Regions from separate parts of the Drosophila melanogaster genome. Here region 2 is linked to region 1. A link is a contact called in public targeted proximity ligation data. All regions are on one chromosome and are shown on one strand. The core of a region is the stretch at or near the end of the contact, and the rest is flanking DNA. Distances in the headings are between cores, read along the strand shown. Region 1 holds the start of CG14182. Region 2 holds the start of rdgC (retinal degeneration C).

Region 1 (3,078 bases), core at 167-2,666:
CAGACCTCGGGACTCCGCCGAGATCCCTCCTCCAATGTGGCTATATTGCTTCAGTTGCTGTCGCGACCTTCCAAGTGACGGAGCTCCCCGCGAAGATATATGTAAATATATATTTTTTTTGAAGTTTCAATACTAATTCTGTTCAATATTAAATAAGTTGTGTCAATGAAAAACCTGAAGAGTTATAACCGTATTTCCAATAATCGCGAATACGCGCAAGTTCATATACGCATGGACTTTTTAACCGTCTAAATTAAGCAGATCCACATTTACGAAGGAATCAGCACACATTTCAACAATTTCTTAAAAACCTATTTATTTTGAAAGATTGTGAGTTAAATTTGAGCTTCAGACTTGAAGATTGGTGGCACACCGGATTTACCTTAAGCTTTTGAGAACACAAAAATACATGTTTTTCTCAGTTTAAATACAAAATGTGTATTCGTATAACAAAATTGTACTAACTAAATGTTCTTAGGGCTACGCTTATTCCTTAGATATGATCAAGTCTGGCTTACTAAACATTTATCAACTAAATTTATCAATTAAAATAAAATCAGGTTTAAAAGTAAATAATTTTTAAAATGTATCAAGTGCATGAGAGATTCGTGTAGCTCATATTCGAGTTTTCAGCTTATTTAACCTAATTTAAATATGTTAACTAAGATAGAGTGTTTAAAGTGCACCCTACCAATTGAAACCCAAAACAATTAGGGTAAAACAAAAGATGTAACAAATCACAGAGCAAACTGCAAATGAAATGAGGAATCTAGCGATGCCGTGGTCACGTCTTTAGAAGTGCGGCAGGCAGACCTTGCCGGCAAAGAGCTCAGACACGACGGTGATCCACAGGGCCAGGACGAACATGATGTAGGAGATGCCAATCTTGAATGTGTTGGGCAGCTGGTAGGCCTGTCCGCCGATCTCCTCTACGTGGAATCCCAGCGGGAAGACGACGGCCGCCATGCAGAAGAGCACCATGGCCGTGAATCCCACCCAGCGCGCGTACGGAATCACATTCCGGTTGCAGGATGACGACGCCAGCAGAATGACGGTGGTGGTCACGCAGATGCAGCCCACAAAGATGCAGATCAGTGCAATCAGCCACTCCGGCTGCAGTTCGGGTGTATAGCACACTTGCGGTCGGTTATATAGCGTCATGCAGGTCCACATCAGTCCCAATCGGATGTCACCTACAAATATCCCCAGAGATTTAGGATTCATCCAGTGCATCTGGCACTTTCTTGTTTGCCATGTTTACCCGTTCCGGACTCCGTGATGATCCAGTCGGGAAGGGCCAGACTCACAATCGCAAAGACATCGGCCGCCATGAAGAGCGTGGCACTAATTGTCGTTAGTTTATCCATCCTGATCCGAAATTAATATATTTTTATTCCCTTATTTGTGTTTGCTTTTCTACTGCCCGCAATGCACTAAAAAATGCCAAACGGCGATAGCTCTGTATATACTAATCGAATGAACTAGTAATTGGAACTAGCAGTAAAACTAGTTCACAACTAGGCGCGTAAATTTGAATTGGAAATTTAAAACTTTTTCTTGATTTGATGCTGCACTTAAACTACCTTAAAATGTTCAATAAAATTCATCAGATGCTCATCAATAGTAGTATATTCAAATTCTCATTTCATATGGTAAATTCATAAATTCAGTGCACTGATGAACACTGGAGTAAATGTTAAAAAATATAGCAAACTGAATTACGTTTTTGATAAATAAAACCAGACTTAATGGCTTATATTTCCTATTGACTTTTCTTACTAGATGAATAAAATTGCTATAGAAGCAAGCTTATACATATATATATATTCACCAATCCAGTTTGGCGAATCTCATTAAATACGTTTAAAAATTCTTTTATTTTGGCTAGTGCACCTTTATCCCTATTACATTTCCAAGTGTTGGCTAATTAAAATGAAGGGCTTAAAAATGTATTGAAATGTCTTAATGAAATTTACCCAATTTTGACAGCAAAAAAAAACTGCACAAATATTAATTTGGTAAAAGATCAGCTTAACAGTGAGCAAGATTGATTAGGAAGAATAAGGGCCGTAAGTATTCACAAAACTAAAACAAAGCCATCGCAAAAAGTGCATAGAACTTCATCAGCCAGGAATTGATCCGTCTGCCATGCACAGGCATTTGAAACTGGCTGCCTTGTGTGGAAAAATAGAGTTAACATTCCAATTAAAAGTGAGGGAATTGAATGTGGCCACGTCACATTCGCCTGGCCGCCGCTGACGTGTCCTTAGTGTACTCAGTTCGTCCAGGTTGACCCAGGTTATGCCGGCCAGCGCCGCAAACGGGGTGGGTTCCGTTCAGGTGGATAGGTGGATGGGTTGTTAGGTGGATTGGTGGCATAGGTGGCCAGTGGCCATATCTGCCCAGTGAAATCTATTGGGCAAGCCGGCGGTGTATGCCCCATAATTGCCGCTCGGGAGCTTGTGGGTCTGGCTTTTTTTTTATCGCCCGCGGGCCATGTAATTGTCGTATTATTATTAGCAAATTTCATTTGCATTCATTCACATTTCGGATGTGCAACGCAACATTCGCGCGGTTCGGATATCCTCCGGCATTGAATTGGATTCGATTGGATTGGATTTCGTCGCGACATCGAGGAGCCCCAAGCACGAAACTCGATATCAGCTCGAAATCCTGCGGAGGAGGGTCAGCCACAAATGGAGATTTATTTGTTTGTTGATTAGCTCGGTTCCTGTTTACAAATGGATCTAAATTATGATGGGCTGTGGTATCGGGAAATTTGATTCACTTTTAAACACATGAAAGTGAAAGAGTAAGCGAGCACGGCAAGAAATTTTCTCGTTTTAGGCTTATATTAACGAGCCATAATAATAACTTGAAAATATATATAAAGTTTTACATATATCAATTTAATAGTTTACTTTAATAATAATAATCAATTAAGTGATCATTTTTGTACAATACACAATATTTGTATCTAAAGTTTGATATATTTTCATATAATGTATTTATTTAATTGTTAATTTAAACTGCGTTAAACTTTTTTGTTTTACCATTTTGAGCCCAACAATGCATAGC
Region 2 (3,078 bases), core at 188-2,687, 270 kb after region 1:
ATAGAATGCAGACAAAGTTTACCAATTGCAACGGAAACTTGTGCCGCACGCACATCTGCTAACTGAATTTGAAGTGGGACCGAGCATTCCGTAATCACTAATAGCAGGTTAGCCGCTCTGGGCCCTAATTGCCATTAAAGTTAAAGCTACGACCAACGAAAACCCCAAAATCGTGAAACCACCGTGAAGGAGCAAGGGGACAGCACTCATTTTGGGGCTTTCGTGAGTTTCAGCTACAAAATCCCCTCGAGGCCGGAGCCCCAAAATCACACAGAATGGCCAACGGAAGGCTTGGCGGCACTTGGACTATTAAAACACATACGAGTATACGACACCCCAAAGGCCATGGAACCGAGCAAATAATCAATATAACTACAAGAACGGAACCATAACAGAGCTCTGGGTTTTGTGTAACGATAGTGGAACATATCAACAGAATATCAAGTCACACGGCGCACTTGTTGGTTATAACCATCGATCCTCTTCTTTTCTTTTTGCAAACAGGTGCCAGAAATGCTCGGCTGAATATTGCAAAATTCATTAAATAGATAATTATAATATTACATCTGCAATTGATTCCAAGATATTATATCCCATGAATCTTGTACATATATGAAGTAGTTTTTTAAGCGTATTTAAGTCTATCATTTTCATATTACTATTTTTATCATAAATTTTAAAACTTAAAAAAAGGAATAATATCGAATGATGAAATACTTTTTCGTTTGTTCAACAATTAAAGATGTACATACGTATCTTGAAGAAGAAACCCCTTTAATCTAAAAAAAATCTGTCTTAATGGCTTTTTGTTGATTCCCCTATTTAGTATTACTTCTTCTTTCCCAAACAACCAGCATCAGCCGCACGTCTGGTTGAAGTTTTAACTGGAAGATGCATATCATAAATTCAAAATGCAAACACGAGGACGTTATCAAACTTGGCATCTTTGGATTAGCATCGCTGCTCTGCTCGCTCTCTGGGTTGCACAGAAAGAAAAATATTGATTGATTTCACAAATGGCTGTTATTCAAATACTAACCATTTACATTTGGTTTCATATTTATGTTGCCTTTTCCTTTAATACTAATTACGCAGATGAAACAATTGCGAAATTCGTTAACAATTTAAGGAATAGATATACCCGTGCTATTTCCAGTGTAGATGAAATGGATAGAAGAGAGCGAGAGAGCCGTGCGCAGCCTCCGCTGCAAAATGAACGGGAATGGCAATGAAACGGGGCAATCAGCTGATGCGGCCATCGCTCTTTGTTTTGCTTTCGGGCAGCATGGCGATGGCGGCGAATATGGCGAGAGTGGGAGCGAGTGAGAGGTCGGCGGCGACGCCGGCCGTGGCAGCAGCAGAGCCTTTGGCAGCGACGGAGGCAGCAGCGGAGGCCAAAAAGGATTTCCGAGCTTGTGGCCTGCGTTCAGTTTGTAACGGTATTCCACGCGCCACGGACGCTCGAATAACAAAACGTCGCGCTCCCGACGATCCGTACCCGTACACCAGTACGTATACGTAATGCTCTCCGCACAGAACGCGCTATTTCCGAACCAAAAGCAGCATATGCCTTTGCCATCCCTCCTCTCCCGTCTTTTGTGTTCTTCTGGTTATATCTGTCACCGCGAGAATTTTTGTGTGTGGCTTCATTTAATGCCTTTTGCCGCCTTCTAGATGACATATGTATGTATATGTACATTTGTATATGCATGCATGTACATATCTTATTGTCATCGCTGTTTATCTCTCTTTTGGACCGACCAATTTTCTGTGTTTGTTTACGCTCACGCCTTCATGTTATGGCCACTTGTGCCGCTGGCACGGAATGGTCGCATCCTTAGTGCCGACAGAACTTTCCAACCGAATGGCTTTTTTTATTCGCGCTCTTCCGTTTAGTGCGTCGTTTTGCTAAATTACTAACAAATTCCACGCATTAAATCGGATCAGCAAAAAAAAAGTAAAATCGACCGGCGCGGCGGATGGGAAACACTCGAAAATATACTCACATACAAATGTACATATATGCGAAAGAACATGCATTTCCATACGTTCTATACACACATGTATAAATAGTACTGCTATCAAATGTACACCGAAAAGAAAAGCTGTATTCTATGAATTCAAATAATGCAAAATAAGCTGAAGGGAGAGTTCGTGTTTCTACTTCTTATTTTAAGATATTTTAGCATATTCCATATATTCCAGTCAATTTTTTTAAATGATCCATTAGAACAATTTACAAAATAAAAACTGCTACAAACTGAAAATGTTTTTAGAAAAAAATGGTGTCACTTTTTCGGCCCAAGATATATTTCGTGGTTTTTTAACTTATGTTGCCAAAGAGAAGGTCTGGTTGAATGGAAAAAATAACACGGAATGAAATCGAAGGCGATGACAGCTAGCAGACAAAGAAATGAGGCAAGGAGCAAATTAATAATATATAAACGATTCCATTACAATCCAGAGGTGTTTGCCATATGAATTACTCATGATATTTTGTGTTTCACACGAGTAAGCGCAATATTTGTCTAGTCCACTTATCCATTTGCCTGTTCGTATGTTTATTACGTATACGACAAGTATTCTGCTAAGATACAAGTATGTATATTTCTTACCCATTTGGCGGTGTGAAAACTTTTTTCGAAATTGAGGACACACAAGTGCAGTGTTTTTAAAACAAACAAGGAAAAGCAATAACAAAAGACTAAGCAGAGCAGACTAGGGGAAAAATGTAAATTAAAAGCATTGGGCTACTCAAAGGTGATGAAATTTCAGAGAAATACTTTAAGTGACTTTAGTGAAACTATCATTTGTACAAATTTATTTAAGCAAACAACATAAAGCTTTTAATATATTTATCGAATTTCTATTCAAGCTTAGACAATTTCTTGATGTTTGTTTGAACTATTATTATTGAATTTTTCGTTACATTCAAGGCACATTCTCTATTTCAAGAATATTTCTAGAATCATTGGTTTACCTTATTGGCCCAATCAATAGTATGTAGATTTCTACGGCCAATTTGTATAGCAATTAAAAGAAGAAATTCTGACATTCCATACCCGTAAACCCAACTTA

What was found.
Region 2: a targeted proximity ligation map of the Kc167 cell line shows a contact between it and region 1, with 5 times the contacts expected there. A contact is called at or near these places in 5 of 107 Hi-C or Micro-C datasets (the D17-c3 cell line, the OSC cell line, the S2 cell line and 2 more) and 1 of 7 datasets of targeted methods (the Kc167 cell line).

Annotation. Positions count from the first base shown.
Region 1 is chr3L:19,978,396-19,981,473 of dm6, forward strand. CG14182 reads right to left here and starts at 1,417. Exons shown (of 2, transcript NM_001300194.1): 1 at 1,262-1,417; 2 at 318-1,193. The coding sequence starts at 1,367. The coding sequence ends at 793.
Region 2 is chr3L:20,246,643-20,249,720 of dm6, forward strand. It overlaps rdgC (retinal degeneration C), which reads left to right and starts at 1,438. Exons shown (of 13, transcript NM_176367.3): 1 at 1,438-1,683.